2 separate regions of the Zea mays genome follow, and region 1 is linked to region 2. Evidence: chromatin contacts called from public Hi-C data. All regions are on one chromosome and are shown on one strand. The core of a region is the stretch at or near the end of the contact, and the rest is flanking DNA. Distances in the headings are between cores, read along the strand shown. Region 1 holds the start of LOC100276335. Region 2 overlaps LOC103631852 (transcription factor EMB1444).

Region 1 (6,861 bases), core at 1,252-3,751, 280 kb after region 2:
AGAACTCAAAATGTAGTAAAGTATTTTAAATTGTTATTAAAGAATTTAAAACATATATCCATGTATTCTACTAGGTCCAATAAACTTTTGAAATTCAGCACCTACATAATTATGGCTATTCAAATGATCGATATCCTTTTGCCTCAGACAACTATGCCAAAGTTTCCGTTCTCTTAATCCAAATCATACATATTTCAGTACCATGGCACCTAATACCCTAGTGGCATATTGCTACCTGAACACTTGAAGTGAAAACCTTGCATTAGGCTACTATTCAGTTCAATGCCGTCAATTTCAAATAGCATGAAAGAGTTCCAAATTCAGACACCCTTACATGGATTGTTCAATCTCTTGCTTTAGAGTATGGTACTCTTCAGCCAAAAAGAAAAGCATAATGTTCTTAAAGTTAAATTATCTGGCTGCAGCATTTCCATTCCTTTATAGACCTGAAAATTTTGATCTCTTCCACTCTAGTCCATGCTTAAAGTTTAACCATTTTGGTGCTTGTGCAGTGTGCTCTGGCTTCAACTAATTTATGAACTCAATATTTGGATGTAAGAATCGTTTTCTACTGCAGAAATGCAAGCAGATCAACCTGCTTGGTAAAGAGGCCGTTAACATGATGAGTCAGTAAAAGGTTGCATGGACACGGTCTGCAGCATCTAGTATCTTAGGGCGTGTTTGGTTTCTAGGGACTAATTTTTAGTCCCTCCATTTTATTATATTTTATTTTTTAAATTGCTAAATACGGAAACTAAGATAGAGTTTTAGTTTTCGTTTTTAGCAATTTATGGCCTAAAATGGTATAAATTGGAGGGACTAAAAATTAGTCCCTATAAACCAAACACCCCCTTAGAAGGTGTGGTCCGTTTTAATTATTGCAGATGTACCAACCAAGGACTAAGCTATGGAATTGTCAATTTTGTAAGCGAACTATAACAGAAGCAGGGAATATATATGTATTCATTTATAACAAAACAGAAGATAACAACTTAAGACATGGAAATCACAATTGCATTCGTTATTATAGTTTGGAAGTACCTCCATTGACATTGCAGTTGGAAATCTGCCTCAGCATTTCCTTCGCGGACCGTGGGTCAAGCCTGCTTGACAACCATCTCAGAACAACATTCCTACAGCTGTCAGTCTTGGGACTCCCGGTGTAGCTCGTCAAACCTGCGTCCTTGGACGAGATTTTCTGGGCAGCTTCATTTATCGCATTCTGACATGTCTGGCTGCAGCACTCATTAACAGAGTCAATCTTGCGACAGGCTTCAAGAAGCTTGGACGAATCAACGGCGCTCTCAAACGCATCGACGGTGCTAACAGGGCAGGATCCCTCGGTTACATTAGAGAGGTGAACCGAGCAGAGGCTGTGAAGGTTGTCGCTGGCGCCTTGGCTCAGCAACAGCTCCTGGACATCGGACAGGCAGTAGTTGGCCACCGTGGGATCCAATGCGAGAGACCCTGTCTGCTTGCTAGACTGCCCTATGAGGATGGTCAGTGTTGCCTGAAGCTGCGGGCAGCAGATGACATTGGCCAGGAAAGGAGCAAACGAGGTGAAGCAGTCGACAGCTGTGGTGGTCATGAGTTTGTCGACAGCGGTAAAGTTCAGCGTGCATTTTCCTGCAAAGCATTAAGGAAATCGACAGGCACTTTCAGTTGGCAGACCACAGCTGCATCTTGTTTAGTTGTAAAACGAATTGCACGTTCGCACTAGCTTTTTAGCTCCCCCCAACCGTAACCAAGCTCGAAAAGGAAGGAAAAGTAGATTAGCGAGAGAGAGAGTTGTGCAACCTGAGAGCTTTGGCGTGCTGTTGTTAAAGAATGGCGCGAGCGGAGCGGGCGCCAGGAAGGGGACAAATGGCGTGGGAGAGCCGCTGGGTGAGAGCTCCGGCATGGGCATGAGGCCGCTGGGCGGGAGCTCCGGCATGAGGCCGCCGCCGTCATTTGCCTCTGCGCGAACGGTCCGGTGAAGCGGCGGCTGGCTCTGAGCAAATGCGCTGCCTGAATCTCCCCACGGCCCCTGCAGACCTGCACATTAGCAAGGGAAGAGCACAAATCAGCGGGCTTTCTTGCCTGCAAGGAGAATTGGCGCCCAGGCAGTGGCAGTGGGAGATGAATGCGCCTGACAGATCAAAGCCAACAAAGCACAGCGCAGGGAACGGAGGATCATCCGGGACCGGGAGCGAGAAGAAGCGAGAATCCAGGGCCCCGCGTAGCTGCTGAAATTCGCATTTGGGGAGGAAAAAACAAGGGAAATAGGAGCAGGAAATGGAAAGAATCAGAAGCAGGGGGGCAGATCACGAGGAGGTAGGCACTCACATAGGAAGGAGAGGGCGGCTACCGCGAGGAGCCGCCCGGTCGGGGCCATGGGGTGCCTGCGGCGGCCGGCAGCAGTGGGTGGCGGCAAAGCGGAAGGGGAGGAGGAGAGGGCGGCGGCGCTGTCTGCGGCGGTGCGCGAGCTGAGCTCGCGAGGAGGAGGAAGTGGAGAAAGTGGGCAGCGAAGCACGAGCACCGCGAAATCGTTTAGGACACCCGGAGAAATAGCACCTTTCTTTTGTTTGACTCCGCCTCCTTCCCTTTCCTTCGAAAATAAAAAAAGGTGACCATATTATATAATTACTGCTAGTAAAAGTAAGTCCAAAGTACACGTAAACACTAACTCAAGTTTGGTTTAAAAATATCCAACACATATGTATTGACCAATAAGTTGAATTGGATTTTGCAATATTCCTCATGGAGGAAATCTGGGGTACATGCGTGGCGGGTGGACGTAGCAAGTGACGGATGGGGGTGCTCAGAAATTGATGGCGGCCCAGCCCATTTAATACGCACATTAACGCCCTTCATTCAATCCACCAGGCCGGCCCCTTGCCAACCTGTGCGGCAGGCAGCGGTGCTGCTACGTGCCTCGCTGCAAGATGGGACCCGCCACCTTCCCCCACGCCCCAACCAGTCAGGTATCATCTGCATACGCTGGGGCCTCATCTATCTAACTGACCGGTGGGACCCTACAGTTTCTCGACACATTGTGATAATAAGATGCACCGTTTCTGCATCATACGTATATATAAAACTTGTGTGCGGTGGTGTCTGCCTACTGATTTGGACAAATTCGAATTTTCATTTCACTGAAAAATGTCCAAATGTTCTTGACTATACTCCATGTATAGTTAGAGTATAGGATTGAAGAGCAGGTCCTTAACCATGCGCTTCATGCGATGAGTCGGCGTGGTGATGCCGTCCCCATCCTGGTAGATGCAGTGGATGACCCTGGCGAGGTTGAGGCACAGATTGGCCATGGTCGTCAAGCTTTCTTCGTGCTCCGCACACGAGCAGCAGACCTCCCTGTTAAGCAGCTTCCAGGTCTCGGCGATGACGCCCTGGACGGCGGCGCGGGCTTGCTCCTCGCCGCCGGCGCACCAGGGCTCCGCCATGCAGCAGGCGATGGACGACGGCGCGTCCCCCCGCTCCGACTCCGCCTCGTGCGACGCGCAGTCGTTGCAGAGGCGGAAGATGGTCGACGACAGCTCCACCAGCCTCGGGTAGTAGTCGACGGTGCAGGCGGCGGTGGTAATAATGGGCGGACGCGGAATGGCGGCTGCGGCAGGGAGTGCATGGAGCAGTAGGAGAGGCCCCGTCGACGTCACCCAGCCGTTGCTGACGTACTGGGCGAAGCTGGGCATGTGTCCACTGTCCCTGCTGCTGCCACTGCGCCTCCACCAGGAACGCCCTGCACAGCTCGTGCCACTGCGATTGCATGCATGCACATATATACGCGTCTCACTCAGTTCACTTCATTGTAGCACACGAACACGACGGATCGATCCACATCGACCTCAACTCAACTACCTACCGCCTTCTTGTAGAGTGGAAGCATGTCGTATCCATGTTTCTCGAGCACGCGATCTGCTGCGGCGGCCGAAGTCGTCCGGATGGCCGAGTACATTGCCTTCATGTACTCGGGGAGTGCGTCGTCCTCGTCGCAGAGTGCTCCCAGCTGGCGACGGCGTCGGTGAAGGCCCGGAGCTCGTCCGGGGTGCCGTACACGTCGTAGATGTCGTCGAGGTGGACGATGAGGGCGCCGGCCTTGGCCAGCACCTCCCTGCACTCCGCCAGGCGCGGCTCCGGCGCGATGCAGGCGGCGCAGAAGAAGCACTCCACCACGCGGTCCCTCGCGAAGGCGTGCTCGCCCAGGCGGCTGGTCTCCTTCCACCACCTCGTCACCTCCGCCAGCTCTCGCCGGTGGAGAGCCTGCACCAGGTTGAAGTCCAGCTGAGCAAGCTGCAGGATGATGGCCTGGTCCTGGTGGTCGGGGCGGCCGCGCTCTACTTGGTCCTTGAGCGACCACATGGCCTGCAGCCTCGGAGCTGTCCAGTGTAACGGCAGCGACAAGTGCGTGGAGCTGGGGCAGCTGTCAGCAGAGCCGTCGTCACGTCGTCCTGCTAGCTTGGCGACGGCGAACGCCCTTGCCTGGTCCAGCTCCGTCTCTCCCGGGAAGGCAAGATATGAAGCTTGGTACAGAGCGAGCAGTCCATCGCTGTCAGCAGCTAGCTTGCCGCTTTCCTCTCTCAGTAGTGCACTCATCAGCATGTCTGTGGATGCTGGAATGCCCAGCCCTCGGAGCATTCTGAACAGTAGCGCAGCTGAATGCAAGTCAAGAGGCTGCTGCTGCTGCATGGACGGCAGCAGGATGCATCTGATCTCTTGCTGGAAATGGTAGGCTATTCCAAGGCTCTGCAGCTGATGGATGGCCCTTACCAGCAGCCTTCTGCTTGCGGTGCTGTCGCTGTCGTCCTCCTGCTGCTGCTGCCGCTGCCGGAGCATCAACATGTTAGCAACACCTGGGAAACCTGGAAAGGGGGATCGGAGAGGAAGAGCTCAGAGGAGAATGAGACTTGGAGAAGGGAATAGCTGGGAGGAAGACGAGTTTGTCTGATGTTTGATAGCTAAATTGTGCATGCCCCTATTACACAAGTGTTTGTCTTTTATATAGTACTACTAGAACATCAAGCGATCCATAGATACTTGACCCACTACTTGGCCCATATTGGCTCAGTAACCTTAGCATTTGGACGATGGACTCTCGTGTCCCGTGGCTTGTTCTCGCTGTCTGCTCATTGCTACTGTCTGATATGTTGACATTCTCCACCGCTTAAAATACAACTTGTCCCCAAGCTGTGATATGCATAACCACCAGGATCCCAAACTAAGACTTTGAAATTGCCTTGGCCACTAGTGACAGCACCTAGACTAGAAGAAACAAGGCCAACAGCCATACCAATTCCTGAACCAGCTCGACAAACGATTGTCGTGATTTCCTTGACAAACGATGTCTGATCACCCAGTACCAATACGTCTTGCTGTCGAATCTGTTGCTGAATCGAATCTCGAAGACAAAATGTAGCAGCCGCATGCGCTCCGGACCACGCTGTACAATATAGCGTCAATATCAACTGTTCATTTGAGTCTGGTTTCTGTTCTGGACTACCCTCCATACACAAAAATTCACATACCTCTTCGATGGCGTGGAACTGCACACATTTGTGACCATTAAACCTCTTCTCAGCCCAATGGTCGCATAACCCCAGTGTGTGGTGATAATTCTTCAGCGAAGACACCCGATCAGATGCTGACGCTGCACGCATTAGCTGATATCCATCCAACAAAGAAGCTAATTCAGCAGCCTCTTCATGACTGCAGCCAAGTGTCCCCCATGATGATTTCAGAGCCACGCGAGATGAATCTTTGGCTTCGGATGTACGTCCAACTCTTTTTAAAATCTCTGCATTGAACACAAAGGTTCTACCAAATCCAGGAAATTGCACTCTACAATAGAATTCTTTAGTATACAAACTATCCAAGGAAGTGGGTGGTGGCCATGGAATTGGACGTAAAGCAGCACTGCCACACCAGAACTCAACATGAATATGAGGTGGTGGCCAAGGCTGACGATGTGGTGTTGCATCCCAGCTGAAACATCTTTGTAAGAGGTTGAAGCAAATCATCAAACACCTGTTGGGCGAGTTGGTGATAACCTCCTCTTCTGCCGACACCACCAACTGTACCATAGAAGAAACCGGGGATAGAGCAGCTTCGATGTAAGGATCGAGGGGGAGCGGGTCCATGAGCTGGTTCATGAGCCCGCCGTTGAGGAACTTGGAGTGCTCGTCCAGGATGTACTTGAAAGGGAAATAGGCTCACACCTTTTCCTAAATGATTTTGGTGGTTGAATTGCCCAACACAAATAATTGTACTAACTAGTTTGCTCTAGATTATAAGTTCTACAGGTGCCAAAGGTTCAACACAAAACAATAAAAAGTCCAAGAAAGGGTTCAAATAAAAAAGAGCAAAAGACAACCGAAGGCTGCCCTGGTCTGGCGCACCGGACTGTCCGGTGTGCCACCGGACAGTGTCCGGTGCACCAGGGAGAATCACTTCGAACTCCTCAGCTTCGGGTTTCTGGAAAATGTTCTCCGCTATAATTCACCAGACTGTCCGGTGTGGCACCGGACTGTCCGGTGTGCCATGCAGAGCAATGGCTAACTGCGTCAACGGTCGTCTGCAAAATCTACAAGAACAGTGAACAGTGCGCGACTGCGCGCGCAGAGTCAGAGCAGGCGCCAGAAGGCGCACCGGACAGTGAACAGGACCTGTCCAGTGGCCCCACCTGTCAGAGCTCTAACGGTCGAACCCTAACAGTTGAGTGACGTGGCTGGCGCACCGGACAATGTCCGGTGGCACATTGGACTGTCCGGTGCGCCCTTCGACAACAGCCTTCCCCAACGGCCACTTTGGTGGTTGGGGCTATAAATACCCCCAACCACCACACTTCAAGGCATCCAAGTTTTCAGCCAA
Region 2 (7,005 bases), core at 3,287-5,786:
AACCACGTAAAGCAATAGCAGGTACTACCCAAAAGTTCAGTGGTAAACAAGGTATAAAGATAACCAAACCGGGGTGACCTATTGGGTCCCATCAAAATTAATCTATGCAGATCATAATGATTAATAGGAACATTATTGGGTAAATAGAAGTGATCAAGGGCACAACTTGCCTTCAACGAGCTCCTGCCCAGCAATTTCCTCCTGTTGAACACCTGGGTCCTCGGTCACTTGCTCGTCTACTCACAACAATACAAACAAACACGGTATAGGAGAAATTAACATCACACCAAACAGCAGAGCAGAATGCATGATAATATTCTACGTGGCGTAATGAGATCGTAAGAACAAGAATCACTAAATTCGGAGTTACGATTATCGAGTTATGATTTTCTGAAATTATTAAGTGATTGCTATATATTAAACCAAATGAATAAATTTGATCTATGTTTCATGACTAAACAGAGTTACCAGGTGATAGACAATATTAATACAAAATTATTGCAACTGGAATGGATTAAAAAGGATTCAAGATGAATTTTCTATGAATTATGATTCTGGAATTATTTTAGTACAAGAAAGGTAATTTCTATATTATTTTTCCCAATTTTCCTCGGTCACTGGACTGGGCGCACTATTATACTAAAGCTCAGGGTCATTTTATAAAAATCAGGGCCATTCTGCAATGGTTTTAACCCTAACCCGGACTGCGGGTTGATTCCTATAAAGTTCAGGGGTTCATATGAAAATTTGTATTCGCGAAGGGGTACGGGTTTATATGCGTCGCCCGATCAAGATCCTACGGCTCCGATTCAATCACCCGAGGGGGTACGCTTGATCTAACCTTGATCGCACATTGGCCGATCTACGGCCAAGATCCAATGGCCCGAATCGGAAGTACTCGACTTAATCACATCCGTCTATTTAGATCGAACGACCCACACCCATCTCCCACCTTCGGACGCCGACACGGCAGCGACGCGCAACCGTCGAGCGACCACGCCGGCGAGCACGCGGCTCCCTGACCCAGCGCCCCAACTGTACCGCCACCACAAGTAACGCGACGCGAAGTTTATAACAAACTAGGGTATGGCGTCTTACCGGGGTTGCGGGGGTGCCCAAACTGGTCCACGGGGTGGGAAAGCTCCGCGCTGCCACCCAATTCCGGTGAAGAATCTCCACCAGACCACGACGTTCCGTGCCAAATCGAGGGTTGATATGCTTTCCTATCGCGCTCGCGAAGCTCCCAAACCTCCACCCGGACTGCAAGCGGTCGTGTAAGCACCCGATGGCGGCGGCCACTACTCCCTTACCGCCTATGCGTTGGTAATGGCGTTTTGCCCAGGTAGAGCCAGGCCCTCCCGGCTTGCACATATATATCCCCGGAAGAACCAGGCCACATGATTTAACAACCCCGCGCGATGCTACGATCGGGTCAGATGGCGAGATTCGTGGGCGCGACATATGCGCAGGGCGGCCACAAATCCGCAGGTGGTTCGGCCATGGGTGAGAAGATAAGGCTGATCGAGTGGTCCCACGCGTCAGTGACTTGTCGTGAACCTGGCAACACGGGCCCGCAAGTCAGCGTGTGAATAAGTCCCAGTCGGGCCACACATAGGGGAAAAGGGCCGGCGGGGAAAGTGTTGAAGCTGGGCCGTGAGGGGGAGTGGGGAAAAAACGGCCCAGGTGTAGTTTTGTTCCTTTTCTTTTCGTTCTTCCTTTTTTTCCTCTTGATTTCTTTTCTTTTTATTTTTAACTTTCAAATTTGAATTCAAATTTTATTGTGAATCTTTCACTTAGATGAAATGTCTACATCAACTACCAAGGGAAATGATATCTTTATTTATATATGAATTCTCCTTCATGTTGTATATTATTGCCCCTTTTTCCTCTCTTTTCTTTCTATGCCATTTCCATTTTTAAATCCTAATTTCAATTAGGTGTTAATCCAAATTTCAATATTTTTATATTTTTGTTATTATTATTATTATTATTATTATTATTATTAAATGCACAACAAACAAACTCCAACATGATGCATGTTTTATTAGAGAATTATTCACTTTAAATATGTTCCCTAATAATTCTCATGAATAAAAAAACAATACACATAAAGGTTCATCCTTCTTTTATATCCCAAAAGTTGGGTATTACATCAGGATAGGGTCGGGGTGGCACCAATTGAGGGAAAATTGATTCAACATCGTCTGAGATGGTTTGGACATGCCCAAAGGAGACCTCTCGAGCCGGTGCATAGAGGGGTTTTAGAACAGGTTGATAATGTAAAAAAGGTAGAGGTCGACCTAAAATTACTTGGGACGAGACACTGAGACATCTTAAGGAGCGGAATATCTTTAAGGAATTAGCTAAGGATAGGTGCGCTTGGAAACTAGCAATCAACGTGCCTAAACCAAGATCTTTGTCTCTTTCTGTTTACCTTTAACTATACTGTCTGTCTTTTACCCTTTCGGTGTTTTTTCCTATCCTTGTTTCTTGTGGGTTTCATCTTTGGCCTAGCCCAACTTGCTTGGGACAAAATGCTATGTTGTTGTTGTTGTAAAGGCTTCCCCGACTGTTTTCAGTCAAAAAGATTATTTCCTGTATTAAACAGATGCAAGGCAAACATCCTGCTTGACTAAGCTGATGGTCATTGTTTCTTACCTGTAGACGGTTCTGCTTGTACCAGTGGTTCCTCACGGGGTTCTTCAGCTGGGCTCTTTAGATACGGTATGCTCAACTTGATTAATGTTTTTTTTGACATGATTAGTTTTTGCTAGCCAACGTGTTGTCTCATTACATTGTCCTGCTCCCATCAAATGTGGAATAGCATAACTTTAGAGAGCCTGAATCATTGCATTGCTGCATAATTGTTATGTTTACTTCATAATAATGTTTTTTTTTTCAAATTCCCTTCAGGTTTTCGAAAGTGCAGTGTTGGTGGCACTCATAAAGGACATGTTTCATAAGATTTGTGATGCTTCGGTTTCTCATGCTTCTTTATCCACTGGGTCTGCCTACTCAAATAATTTGAGTCTACCAACTGCAACCCTATCAATCAATCATCCAGATGTTAACTTGATATATAGTTCTGCTCAGATCGTGAATGCTGATCACCACAGTTTAACACATCCCTTCAGTACATCGGAAATTCCAATACTAGAAGACATCACTATAGGTTCTTACAGAACTATTCCAACAGGTTGGCCTAATGGACTGTTGGGCGATAATGGCACCATTGGGCATGAATATTTTGAAGGCTTTTCTCTGACAGATATGGCACATTGGAACCAAGAGAATACTCATGGCAGCACTATTGTTGTAAATGATGGTGCAATGCTTTCGAATACTTCAATTCATTCAGAGTTTCACGGAGATGTCATGGTAATGTCCAGGGAAGAACATGAGCTCTTCACGTGGCGTTGTAGGCTGAAACAAGAACCTACAAGCCCTGCTCTCCCTCAACTGAATGACAACAGTGCTGATCTTTATGTGCAGCTTGAAACCAACAATTATGCGGAATTGTTACTAGACACAATAATCTACCAGACTGGTCATACATCAAACATTGAATCTGCTCCCTCAGCTGAGTCTCCAATTTCATGCAAAACACAAGTTAAAAAAGATCATTCATTGAGGGTCGATGAATCGCCAATTTCTGATATCCCAGGTCGTCAAGACCTTTCACCTATATCCATAAATGAAGGGTTTATAAGTTGTGCAATGACTGATGGACGTGTGGAAATCAACAAGACCATACCTGAAGAATGCTTAGTTGAAAATACGCACAGGATAAATTCAGCTGAAATCAAAAGAAGATGCAGAAAAGTTGAGCTCCAGAGACCAAGACCAAGGGACAGGCAATTAATTCAAGATAGGATGAAGGGGTTGAGGGAGCTTATTCCAAATGCATCAAAGGTTCAGTTCCTAACATTTTTTGTTTGGAGCCTCCTTAAAGTTATGTTTGTTTGGCAAAAATCAAGGGGCAAGTGTTGATTACATCTTGTTTGATAAACAGTGCAGCATTGATGCTCTACTGGACAAAACCATAGCATACATGCTGTTCCTGCAAAGTGTATCCGAGAAAGCTGAGAAGGTAAGCTTTTTTTGGATTTAATTATAACAGTTAAGAAAGCAGTATTTGATAGACGAGTCAGAAAATCCATGTGATATTTGTGCAGACCTCACCAGCTTTATCTTCATACAACATTGGTTGTACGGCTATCTTACTTTTTCAAATTCAACATTTATCTACTTTACTGCCTATAGAAACCTGGCTAGGATTATGTAACAGAAATAAATGAATATGTTTAGCCTTTTATGAGGTTTTATTACAATTAACTATTCAATCTTCTGCTGGTAAGCGGAGGTGTCCCATGCCTTATTTCTGCTTTGCCGTGACGCTGAGACAGATTCAGAATACATTGGAAGACAAGGAATCCCACGATGAGACAAAGAAGCAACTTGAAAGGTGCCCACTAAGAGTGGAAGAGCTTAACCAGCCTGGCCATCTTCTCATCGAGGTAAGTAATGGAACTGGCATGCTGCATGCCATTGTTTTTAAGGCGTCGTCTAGACGTCCAGGCGGTGAGCCAACGCCTAGAAATCCTAGGTGCCTTGCTCACGTAGGCGCCGTCTAGACGTCCAGGCGGCGGTCCAACGCCTTGTCTCGCATTACGCTTTAAAATCACTGCTGCATGCATCCGTTTTGTAGCTGCATGATTCAAGGTCGTTTCGTGATTCGTTATTTGCTTGCTTCATCCTCATCCAGATGTTGTGCGAGGACTATGAAGTCTTTCTTGAGATGGCACACGTGCTGAAGGGTCTTAAGGTGAGCATACTGAAAGGAGTGCTGGAGTATCGTTCCGACAAGTTTTGTGCTCGCTTTGTCATCGAGGTACGTGAAATCAACCTTTCGTTTTGAACCCATTATCAAAGATCCAGTGCATCAAGATCTGTTTTATTGTATCTCAAGCAGGGTTCGGATGGTTTCAACCAGATGCAGATTCTGTGCCCGCTGATGCATCTCCTGCGCAGGAGATGAAGTTTGTGTGTCGTTGAAATGTTACCGAGACTCTTCTTACTCTCTGTTTGCTTTGGCATAAATGTACAGCAAAATAATGGATGGATGCATTTTTTTTAGATCCCAGCGAGACTGGAATGTTGCTATATATATATCCATATTCAATCGTGAACAGCAAACAATTCAATCGTGATTCAGCTTCATGTCTTTAGCACCACTTCATACACAGACCATCAAACTAAGGAACATCATATACACAGACCATCAAACTAAGGAACATCATAAAATTAAGGCTATGAGTTTCCCCCTAAACTTACTACCTCAAAGATCTGTGCATCCGAAGCAGATTGTCGTCGGTTCATGACACCAAGGGACTGTTTGTTTTGGTTTTTTCTGACAATTTTTTCTGAGAATCCGGCTGTACTCTGTGAGAAGAATCTAAGTATCGTAAATATTACGTGCGGAGAAAGATGCACAGGTCTATAGGGTTTAGGATCTAGGAAGTGACGGATTCTTCCTACTGCGACGGTTCGACCAATTGTATGTTCACGTTGATTTTGGATGATTTCACTAAAGTGGTTCTCATAGAAACAGATTAAAAGCTAGGCGTTTGGCAGTTCGCAATAGCTTCTGGTGATGGCTCCCCCGTGATTCTCATAGAAGCAGGTTAAAGATCGACTCATAGAAGCAGGTTAAAGATTGACGGCTTGACGCGCGCCCCCCTACGTGGCTCCGTCCGACACGTGGCTCCCTCGTGCCTGCCCAACAAAGCGGACCGAGCCAGCTTGCCCAACCGACCGACAGAGCCGCCCCCGTGCCTGCCTAGCCGGTCGACCGAGTCGCCCCCGCACCCAAGAGTCGTGCCGAGCCATCTCACCTAAATTGACTTAATGTTTAAATGATTTAATGTAGCCTAAAATGACTTAAACGTTACTTAGACATGGGGATGACTTAAAGCTATATAGAATGACTTAAATGTTGTTTGTACGCTAGAATAACTTGATATTTTCTGGAATGACTGAACCAATAACATAATAAATGTATGAGAAAACCAAGGAAAAAATGGTTGAAACAATAATAACTTAATGCTTTCTGAAAAATGACTTAATATTTATGTCACTTATACTTTGGAATGACCTAAAATTACCTAGAACTTAAATGTTGTCTGGATGCTAGAATGACTTAATATTTTCTGAAATGACTTAATATTTTCTGGAATGACTGAACCAATGACATAAGAAATGTATGGGGAAACCCAGAAAAAATGGCTGAAAACAATAATAACTTAATGTTTTCTAAAAAATGATTTAATATTTATGTTACCTAGACTTTGGAATGACTTAAACCTACATAAAATGACTTAAATATTGTCTGGACACTATAATGACTTAATATTTTCTGTAATAATTGAACCAATAACATAAGAAATATCCGAGAAAACCCACAAAAATGACTGAAAACAATAACTAACTTAATGTTTTCTGAAAAATGATTTAATATTTTCTGGAATGATTTAATGTTGATTAGAATGACTTAATATATATAGTGAGGGGATATTGTGAGCCCTATGCTTCTAATAGGTACAGGAAGCCCCATCCACCCCTAGATCGCACCCAACAACTAGGTGCATGCGGTCTGGTGCGTCCCTGCCATGCACCAGGTCAAACCTCCCCACATACGTGCATCAGCTAAACCCCCGGTCCAACACCCAACCCCCTACGTGGAATACACTCCATAATTTTGGTTCTGTTTTTTTGTACAAATGTCGTAAATAGTTCACACAAATAGCGTAAAAAGTTCATAGAGATAACATAAAACCACGCACATCCACTAGACCACGTCCATACGCGCAGGCACATGCATGCAGATCCTATTTTTATGATAGATCCGATAAATATGGCAGATCGTGTGAGTTTCTATTGCATGTGCGCAAATTTTAGATGATGTTTTCGTTTCCAATACATACGAGCAAAAAATGAATGTCTACA

The links. A called contact is a pair of places that touch in the nucleus more often than the background predicts.
Region 1: a Hi-C map of root tip shows a contact between it and region 2, with 2.3 times the contacts expected there. The contact joins the promoter of LOC100276335 here to the enhancer-like site in region 2. A contact is called at or near these places in 2 of 25 Hi-C or Micro-C datasets (root tip and tassel).

Annotation. Positions count from the first base shown.
Region 1 is chr7:842,689-849,549 of Zm-B73-REFERENCE-NAM-5.0, forward strand. It overlaps LOC100276335, which reads right to left and starts at 2,502. Exons shown (of 8, transcript NM_001365963.1): 1 at 2,326-2,502; 2 at 1,798-2,034; 3 at 1,042-1,626. The coding sequence starts at 2,374.
Region 2 is chr7:563,160-570,164 of Zm-B73-REFERENCE-NAM-5.0, forward strand. LOC103631852 (transcription factor EMB1444) reads left to right here. Exons shown (of 12, transcript XM_035960782.1): 7 at 2,665-2,724; 8 at 2,914-3,912; 9 at 4,013-4,090; 10 at 4,407-4,517; 11 at 4,766-4,891; 12 at 4,973-5,220. The coding sequence ends at 5,038. Among protein-coding and RNA genes, the nearest start is that of LOC103631852, 9.2 kb to the left of the region's middle. Within about 2 kb of position 4,537, at least 1 of the 20 cell types and tissues checked has an H3K27ac peak or open chromatin away from gene starts, as enhancers often do. A contact at or near this core is called in root tip, where this site is marked.